3 separate regions of the Sus scrofa genome follow, and regions 2 and 3 are each linked to region 1. Evidence: chromatin contacts called from public Hi-C and promoter capture Hi-C data. All regions are on one chromosome and are shown on one strand. The core of a region is the stretch at or near the end of the contact, and the rest is flanking DNA. Distances in the headings are between cores, read along the strand shown.

Region 1 (3,021 bases), core at 258-2,757:
GAGATCTCTGCTGTGGGCAAATAACAACACGTAGAGGGCAAGAGTTAATGATGTGGCTGGGCAGGTGTTTGGAGCAAGGAAGGAAGGTCCCAGGACAGACTGGAAAACAGAAGCACAGAAACGGAGATCCTCCACTGTTGGGGTAAAGCGGCAGGGCTTCCTGAGAATTCTATTTGCATGAGATACAGAGAACACTCTTAGATGGCTGAAGAAAGAGAAGGGAAGCCAAAAGGAAGAGACGGGTTTTTCCACTAAAACTGGCACATAGGGCACAAGAAGCTGCCTGTGGGACCCTTTTAAAAAGTCTAACATACACAGACGAGAAAGAGACTCAATTTTCACCACCTTAACCATGCCCCCCCCCCCCCTGGTCACAAACTGGATGGCTTTGACTCCTACAAAAGGCAAAGGGGCCACTTTGGGACCAACCTTCCTAGGGCTTCAAAATTTGACCTCGTGCCTAGAATTCTTCAAGGTCTGAAAAGCTTTAGGGTCCTCATTAAAATCCTAGTAACTACAAAAGCCTTAGAAAATGTGCCAGCCCTCTGAGAGGAAATCCTTTCAGAAGCTTCCTGACACCTGGGGCTAGGTGGAAGGGAAGCCTGGCTCCTTAAGATAAGCGTTGGTTAGCTTTGATGAACTCCTGATGGCCCTAACCAAAGCCAACACTCAGTCCCTCCCAGCACACGGCTCGCTCTCACTCTCGGTGCCCTTCAGTCAAGGCCCCAGGGCCAACCAGGTACAGCACTCGTCTTACCCTTACCTCCGCCGCCCAGCCAAGGCTAAGAAGGTCCCGTGGTTCTTCCCGAGTTCTGCATCACTCTTTTTTTCTGGCAAACAAAGAAGATGAGGAATTAGGGAAGCATCTCGCCTTCCCCTATCTCCCTGCCAGGGCACCAGACACCGCGTGGTTTCAGGACGGAGGTGAAAAAGCGTGCCTCGGGTGTCCCCAGGCTCCTCTCCTCCCAGGGGGTTTGCCCTTAGCCCTTCGCTCCTCCATCTCCCTTACCCTCTTTACTTTCTAGCTTCTCTCCTCCCCTCCACAGGCGAGGCGGCGGGACCACTACCACCTCGCCCGGGGCACCTCCGATCTTCCCGGGCCACCACGCTCGGGGCCGACTCATCCCGCCCCTTCTCTCCCGCCCCTCCCCTCCCTACGCCACTCTCCTGAGCCTCTATGCTCCGGCCCAGCCCCTTGCGGCCCGCCCTCGTCCCGCCCACCTGCCGGGTCTCCGCAGGAGGGTCCGGGCCGGTCCCGCCGCGCCTGGCCGGGTGACAGCAGGGTCCCGCCCCCTGCCCGCCCCCGCCGCGCCGCCATGTTTACTGAGGGCGGAAGAATCGGCCCCAAGGCGCTGCGGCGACGCGACCTCGGCGTCCAGGCTGGAGGAACGCGGGGCTGAGAGAGCGGTCGTGGGGAGAGCCTTCATGTAACAGGGAAAAGAAGGGGCGGTCTGGCCCCCCAAAGGAGGACGAAGGCCCACAAAGAAGAGCGCTGGCCTCCGCGCGCTACGGCAACCCCCAGCCGGCGGACTGGCCGAGCCGGCTGACTGGCCGGGCCGACGGACCGCTCAACTAGCCACACCCCCGGGAAGGGCCAGAGGCGGTGGGGGCGGGGCCACACGCTCAAGTCTCGCGATCAGCTGAGAAGGACGGAGGGAGCAGAAAATGGCCCGTCCCGGTTTCCGCAGTCCCTCGAGCTTGGTGCCCCGGGCTGCAGCCCTGCTCCTCGTTCTGAGCGTGCCAAGGGCTTTGGCGTTACCCGAGGTACTGAAGCAAATTAGAGGCTGGGTTGAAACAGAGTTGCTCGCCGGCCCTCGGCTCTCCCCTCTTGGCCTCTCCCCTGCCAGCCCGCAGCCCGGATTTCGTCCCTGGGGCCTCCCTAGCGTAACCCAGTCGGCTCCACGGCTCCACGCCGGAGTACTCACGCTGCTGTCTCCCAGCGCCTCCGCGCTGCCGATGTCCAAAGACCTTTGAAATTTGACCTCCTCCCTCCTCAATGTTTGAGTAACTTTTAAGTTTTTCTTTCTACCAACAAGTCCTCTGGTTATTCTGCAAAATCACGACGCACGAACGCCGTATACCCTGCGGTGGCTGGACTGTACGTTCTGTTATGCTTGATGAGATCTTTGTGTACCTGCAGTCCTTTTATACCCGGTCAAATCGCGGCTGGCAGATTGAGAAGTCATTGGAGAGGGCATAATAAATATGTTCCAATAGTAATTCTCAAAGATGAGGTCCTTCCCTGGATGAGATCTGGTACAGAAATTCTCTGGTGCCCTGTTTTGGCACCTGGCTCCAGAAACGCTGTCTTCTAGTAAATCTGACGTAAAGGTAGGACACGTCTATGCCCTGAGTTAGAGGAATTCTAGACTGGCAGTTAATTTTTGGTCCCTGTTTTGTTTTTGTTTTTGTTTTTGTTCTTTTCCCTTGGCTTTTCTTTCTGGAGTCCTAATAGTTTTATCTCTTCTGCAGATATGCATCCAGTGTCCAGGGGATGTGCAAAATTTGTCAGAAGTGGCCCTTTATTGTAAACAGACACCAGAGCTAATGCTGCAAGGCCGCTGCTGCCTGAATGGGAAGGGCACCATCCTGGGGTGAGGAAGGAGAAGACATCTCTGGATATTGGAAAAGAGTTCCCAAACTGGATTCTTCAACGCTTGCCTGATTGGCTTTTAGGATAACTATTGGTACCTATTTTGGAGGCCTCTAAACTATGAGTCTCAGACTTTAAATCTGTTATAGCATTTTTGGCTAAGTAAACTACCCTGTGGCGCTTCCTGGTTGAAATGAGTAAATGTCGTAATATTTGCCTTTTCTTTTTTAAAAGTCTTTATGGCTTTGTTTAAAAAAAAAATTCTTTCTTTATTATCAGCTCTTTGGCTCATTTACTATGTGTCTCCAAGAAATGACTTCTTTGGCCTCCAGGACACTATGTGATATGATTTTGTTCTCTTTCTTATTAATTCCTGTTTGTGTTTAAGGCAAATTCTTCCTCTTGTCTCTTTATGCAGATTAGCTTCT
Region 2 (3,021 bases), core at 141-2,640, 110 kb before region 1:
TTCCTTCATTTAATCTTTTAATCTTCAATCATTTAATCTTCATTAATCTTTCCTTCATTTCATCATTCTCACCAGAGGGCTGAGGACTGGGGTGGGAAGGGAAGAGCCCATCTTCCCACAGCTCTTTATGGGCGGCCTGCTCTTGCCCAGGCACTGTTTTAAATGCTGGCGATTCAGAAATGAACAAAGCACCCATTTCCCCGCTGTTGTGGAGCTTACATTCTCGCAGAAGGGAGGCAAAGCTCCCAGTGGGCCCCTCCCTAGTCTAGGAGCTCTGGATGGGCTCCCAGACACCTTCCTGGCCCCTGCCACCTGTCTCCCTCCTGACTGCCACCGTTGTCCCCAGGCGTGTTCACCGCCCCTCTGGCTGGACGCTACTTGCTGAGTGCGGTGCTGACTGGGCATCGGCACGAGAAAGTGGAGGCCGTGCTGTCGCGCTCCAACCTGGGTGTGGCCCGCATAGACTCCGGTGGCTACGAGCCTGAGGGCCTGGAGAATAAGCCGGTGGCCGAGAGCCAGCCCAGCCCGGGCGCCCTAGGCGTCTTCAGCCTTATCCTGCCGCTGCAGGCCGGGGATACGGTCTGCATCGACCTGGTCATGGGGCAGCTGGCGCACTCGGAGGAGCCGCTCACCATCTTCAGCGGAGCCCTGCTCTACGAGGACCAGGAGCTGTAACAGGTGTAGACAGGGGGCTGGGCCGCCGGCTACCGCCCGCCAAAGAGCCAGCGGGGGCGGCGGGCTCGCCGGGTCTCGCCTGGGACTGGGCGCTGACTCCGGGCGAGCCGCCGTTTCCGTACCCGCCGCGGCACAGGCGCCCGGAGCAGCCTCCTTCCCACGGTCGGAGCGCGCCGGGTCGGGGACTCGGGTTCCCTCGTTCAGACTTTCGGACTGATCGCCGTCCCCTGCAAGACCCGGACTGCGGAGGAGCCAATCCTCGCACCCTTTGCTCCCCCAGCTGGCCTCTAGACCGAGTCCCTGGGCTCCAGGGCTCTCTCTCGAGGGGCCTCGGGACCCCACCGCCATACTAAACTATTCAGGAATAAAGACATTTGGTTTTTCTAAAAAAAACAAAATACAACAAAAAAAGGCCGTTTACTCCAGCGTGTGTTCAAGCGTAGACAGGCGTACACAGGGGACGGGGCGAGAGAGCCTGGGACCCCGGACCCCGCTTGAGCTCTGCGCTCTGCCTGGGTGGCTCTGCCAGCCCTTGCTCCGGACGCGCGGGCCAGAAGGGCTCCCGCCCCCTTGGAGCCGCAGCGGGGCCTGCCTCCTGGTCGCGCCCTTGCTGCGGGCGTCCGCCAGAGGGCGCTGGAAGCCGGGACCGCGGCGCCGCTAGGCGGGCCTGCCGTCACGTGACCGCCGCCGCTCACCTCGCGGGCCCTCGCTGCTCCACCACGGAGGCTAGACTCGCGCTGGGATTGGCCGAGGCTCGGGGGCGGGGCTGCCGGGACAGCGCAAGCCGCGGCGGCTCGGGATGCCCGGCTCGGGCCGTAGCTGCGAGGCCCTGCTTCACGCCGCCCGTCTAGGTGCTGGGAGGCAGGGCAAGGGATGCCTTTCTGCTGCCACTTTGTCTTGGCATTCAAGAGGGTGCCCAGCCGCGCTTTAGAGAGATTTGCGGTAGTCGGAGTCCGTCGGACAAATGAGGAAACTGAGGGCGAGAAGTGGGAAGCGGAGCCATCTCCTGGGCCGCGCAGCCTGCTGAGCGAAAGCCGGGGACCAAGACCTCGGGGTCTGCGCTCCCAGGCCCGCTGGGGTCGGTGGGTGTGGGGGGCAGGAGCCCGGCTCCGTCCCCTGCACCCCACTGCACCCCTCGCCGCCGGAGGAGACTCCCTGGAGGAGGAGCTCAGGACGCGGAGGAGGAGCCAGGACAGCCCCTGCGAGCGGGACACGATCCTCCAAGATAAGAGGCCGAGCCCGGGAGGAAGCCCGTCAGCCGGGCCAGCCGAGAAAGCTCCGGGAGCGGCCTCATGGAAGAGAAGCAGATCCTGTGCGTGGGGCTAGTGGTGCTGGACATCATCAATGTGGTGGACAAGTACCCGGAGGAGGACACGGACAGCAGGTAGGGATGCCCGGGCCTCTCGGAAACCTCAGGGACCGCTGCCGCCGCCGCCTTGTGCCCGGCGACCAAGAATACGGGGCTGCGGAGCCGGGGCCCCGTGCCCTCTGCCTGTGGCCTTGAGTGCATTGTGTTCGCCGGTTCCCATTTCCACCCTGGGACCGGGTCAGACATCATTGTCCTCATTTTACCGAGTAAGCAAATAGAGACCCCGAGAGTCGCAGTGACTTATGCGAGGGCAAGCAGCTAAGAAGGTGCATGCAGGGCCAGTTTCTTTGTGTTTTCCTTTTTTTTTGGTCTTTTTTAGGGCCTTACCTGCGGCATATGGAAGTTCCCAGGCTAGGGGTGGCCTTACAGCACAGCCATAACAATGCTGGATCCGAGCTGCGTCTGAGACCCACACCGCAGCTCATGGCAACGTCGGATCCTTAACCCACCGAGGGAGGCCAGGGATGTGCCGGTTGTGGCTCAGCTGTACTAGTTTCCATGAGGATGAGCCACGACCGGAACTCCAGTTTTTTCCTTTTTAATAGCAAGACCTATATGCCCGCCTCTCACCGGCACTGACTTCTAATATATTTACCACATAGAGAGCTCATCTGTTTCTTTAAAAAAAAAAAAAGAAAATCGAGGTCACTTCCAAGAAGATATGCAGTTAGACTGTTCAAGAGCATTTGAAACCATGATGTTTGAGCTTCACTGTAGCTCAGAGCTTGCTGGCTGTGCAGGCACATTTGGAGATGCTGTGAGTTGTGGGTAGAGCTGGCTCATGAGACTTCTCCCTGGTGCTGAATTCCAGAAGTTTCCCAGAAATCCTTTTGACAGCAGTCAGTAACAACATAGTGGACACCATCCCACTCGGTTGTCTGGTAGAAGTTGAAGAGTCATGTGTTGGTTCCTATATTTACTCTTGATAAGAACCAAACCGTTAACACTCTAATCCCAAGACCACTTCTGTGCAGCAG
Region 3 (3,021 bases), core at 159-2,658, 97 kb after region 1:
GACAGTCATCCTTTCCCCTCATAAAACTTATCTCTTTGCCCTCCCCTCTCCTATTAGCATATGCAAAATGAAGATGATAACAAATACAGGTAATCAAAGGGTTACCTTTGTGAGGTTGACACGCAATCACTGGATTTAGAGTAAAAATAAGTCCTTGATTAGTATATTGTTTGGGGACATGGCCATAGGTAGTAAAACTACAAGAAAAGCAAAAGAGTGATGTAAGTGAAACTCAAGAAAGTGGTTTTCTCTTGAGGTGCATGAATTAGGGACAGGCGCTCCAGGGGTCTCGATAGAGGAGTATTCAGTGTAATGTTATTTAAGTGGTGCATACATATCTAATCATTCTTTTGTGTGTTAGGATATATTCCCCAATAAAAACAATGCTAAGAAAAATAATCTGTGTAAGAGTATGATTCCAGCACTTATTAGGTGTGTGATCGAATGCGGACCCAAGTTATCTTAGCCCACACACCTTTGTGGGACCCTCTGAGATAATGTGTGTTGAAAGTCTTTTTGCACACTGTAAAATGTTAAAGGAGTCTTTGTTATTGTTCATTTCTAAGTTAAGGCTTCCTGGGCAATGCTTTTATCCTAAAGGGATGACTCCTTAGGTTTTTAAGAACTTTCAGATCTTACTTTACAGCTAGGCTACCTATGCACACCCCTTTCCTTAAGAACAGCCTGGGGACACCCCTCTAAAATAGACTGGGGTGAGAGCCAATCCTTCAAGAGGGCTGTGGTGGAGGGACTTCTGCCTCCCAAATCATTTGCTGTGGTACCACCAGGTCCCACGGGGACACTCACCAGCAGTCAAGACCTGTACTTTCCATGGGTGAGCAGTCAGAGCCCTCTGGTATGCCCGCCAAAGTGCCATGCTTCCTGTCAAGCCGAGAAGAGAGGGGAGGTCACTCCCACTGTCCCTTCCCACAGTTAAAAAGACGCTTGTCTTTACCTTCTGCCCACTCCCTCTCCCCCTCCCGCCTCTACAGGGGTAGCGGCTTCTGGACAGCTTCCTGTCACAGGGGTCGCCTTAGAGGTCGGGTAAGAGAGGAAGGCTGTGGGCAGCTATGGAATCCCGGGGGCTGCCACCCGCCACCCTACCCCCAGCCGTGAAGCAGGGCTATCTGGGGGCCTTCGTCCCGACTGAGACACACAAGAGGGCGGGTCTGCTCTGGCTTTCTCCCCACAGCCTGCTCGGTCCCCAGATTCAGACTCTTAGTTGGAACCGGCCCGCATCCTTCCAGAGCCCAAATCCACACCGGAAATAGGGTGGCTCCCTGGGCTTGGAACTGCCCCACGCCCTGCGGGCACTCCGGGCGCGCGGCGCTTTGAGACTGTGACTGTGGATCCCCAGCTACTCACCTGGGCGGGAGCGCAATCCCTGCCACGTGACCTGAGCGGGAGGCGGTACTTCCGCCCCAAGTCTCGCCCCTTCCGCTCGGCTTCCTTCGGCAGCCACGGCCGGAATGGGAGTGGACTGAGCCACTAAGCCCGCGGTGAGCGGCGCGGCTCGGTCTGCTCCGGGTTTTGGTGCGGGGCCCGCCTGCCATACTTCCCACCTGCGTCCGACCCCCGCCTCTTCTGCTCCTTCTCTCCCCGGGGCCGGGGCCTCTTAACCTGGGCAGACCCTCACTGTTCCCGCATCCCGGAACTGGCCAAGGTCCTGACCTCCTTCCCGGGCTCAGGAATCGTAGTTTGGAAAGCATTAGCCACAGTTAAATGCGTGCGTGTGTGTTAACTTTTAAAAAATGTCTCCAAGTTCTTCACTAGCCTCAATTGCGAGCTCCTGAATAGGTGGAACTGGGTCTTGTTCAAATATATCGTCCTCACAGCAGCTAGTTCAGCGTTTTGTTTATAATGGCCTCTTGAAATGCTGCGCAAAGATGACTTCTCCGTGGAAAGCACTGGGATTAGAGAACCTCAGAAGGTTTGGGTACTGGCTTCAAAACTAGAGGGCTTGCAGCCTTGGTCATCACTAGACTTGAATTTAGGTTCCTCATCTGTGAAATGAGGGATTTGGACTGTTTTTTGAACTGGGCTCCTCAGTTTGGGGAGGGGGTTAGGTGTTTGGGGAGTAGAGTATCACAGGGCCTTCTTTACCTCAACTTTTAAAAAATATCTGTATACCTCTAGAAAAAAAACACAGTTAAAGGGGTTCACAACTAGGTGTTTGTAAACCAACAGATTAGGTAATTTCCTAATCTGTTTCAGCTCTATCGTTCTATAATTTTGTGAACCTAGCGCAACATCCTTTCTAGAAAAGTGGAGATTTAGAAGATCTCTGGCAGATTTGTCAGGCTGGCAGCCCCTGTTAATCATTTTCAGGGAGCCCACTTCAGGAGGCAGCCGTATCTTTTTTGTTTGTTTTTCATTATTGTGTGTGTGGTGTTGTTGTTTTTCATCTGACTCTTTCAGGCTCTTTACCTGGCTCTCTCCAGCCCCAATTTATTTTCATTCCTGTATGATTAAGGCAGGGGAAATCCTTTTACAGACACTGGAAAAACACAGTGAGGAAACAAGAGAGGTCATGTCACAAACATTTAACTAAAGGTTTCTATATGCAAAACACCGTACCAGAGGAGTGAACTTACACTAGGAGATAAATGTGCTAAGGAGACCAAATGTGCTAAATTGGAAAGTTGTATTCTGAAGTCAGACGGTCTAGGTTCAAACCCCTGCAGCACCACTCAGTAGTCATGTAAACTTACTCAGGCTGCTTTAACCTCTCAGAATCTTAGCAAGTAAAATGGGGGCAATACCAGCCTCATAGAATTCAATTAAGTAACATGTGCTAAAGTATGTGAGATTGATCAAATGCTTAGTAAACTCTTGTTTATCATCTTTTCCTTCCTTTCCTCTTGGGAACACATAAGCACTAAGTCATTTTCACTGGAGAAATCTGGGAAGCTCCTTGGTGAAGGTGGAACTTGAGCTGGGACCTTGAAGGATGAACAGGTGAAGATGATGAAAAGGATGCTCCAGAGGAAGGCATAGTGTGAGCAAAGGCACAAAGGAAAA

The links. Promoter capture Hi-C pulls out the DNA fragments that hold promoters and counts their contacts. Hi-C and Micro-C count contacts between places; a contact is called where the count stands out from the background.
Region 2: a contact with region 1 is called in a promoter capture Hi-C map of liver, with 5 times the contacts expected there. The contact joins the promoter of KHK here to the promoter of ATRAID in region 1. A contact is called at or near these places in 2 of 5 promoter capture datasets (fetal skeletal muscle and liver), 7 of 47 Hi-C or Micro-C datasets (heart right ventricle, liver and skeletal muscle) and 2 of 2 datasets of contacts at active chromatin or transcription factors (alveolar macrophages and skeletal muscle).
Region 3: a Hi-C map of alveolar macrophages shows a contact between it and region 1, with 1.9 times the contacts expected there. The contact joins the promoter of MPV17 here to the promoter of ATRAID in region 1. A contact is called at or near these places in 1 of 5 promoter capture datasets (liver) and 3 of 47 Hi-C or Micro-C datasets (alveolar macrophages, epiblast stem cells and liver).

Annotation. Positions count from the first base shown.
Region 1 is chr3:111,918,252-111,921,272 of Sscrofa11.1, reverse strand. ATRAID (all-trans retinoic acid-induced differentiation factor) reads left to right here and starts at 1,507. Exons shown (of 8, transcript XM_003125294.4): 1 at 1,507-1,764; 2 at 2,473-2,594. The coding sequence starts at 1,666. SLC5A6 (sodium-dependent multivitamin transporter) reads right to left here and starts at 1,970. Exons shown (of 18, transcript XM_021087700.1): 1 at 1,926-1,970; 2 at 764-830.
Region 2 is chr3:112,029,984-112,033,004 of Sscrofa11.1, reverse strand. KHK (ketohexokinase) reads left to right here and starts at 1,390. Exons shown (of 8, transcript XM_003125300.4): 1 at 1,390-2,059. The coding sequence starts at 1,968. It overlaps EMILIN1 (EMILIN-1), which reads left to right. Exons shown (of 8, transcript XM_003125303.4): 8 at 347-1,095. The coding sequence ends at 675.
Region 3 is chr3:111,821,462-111,824,482 of Sscrofa11.1, reverse strand. It overlaps MPV17 (protein Mpv17), which reads right to left and starts at 1,408. Exons shown (of 8, transcript XM_021087692.1): 1 at 1,366-1,408; 2 at 808-882. The coding sequence starts at 877.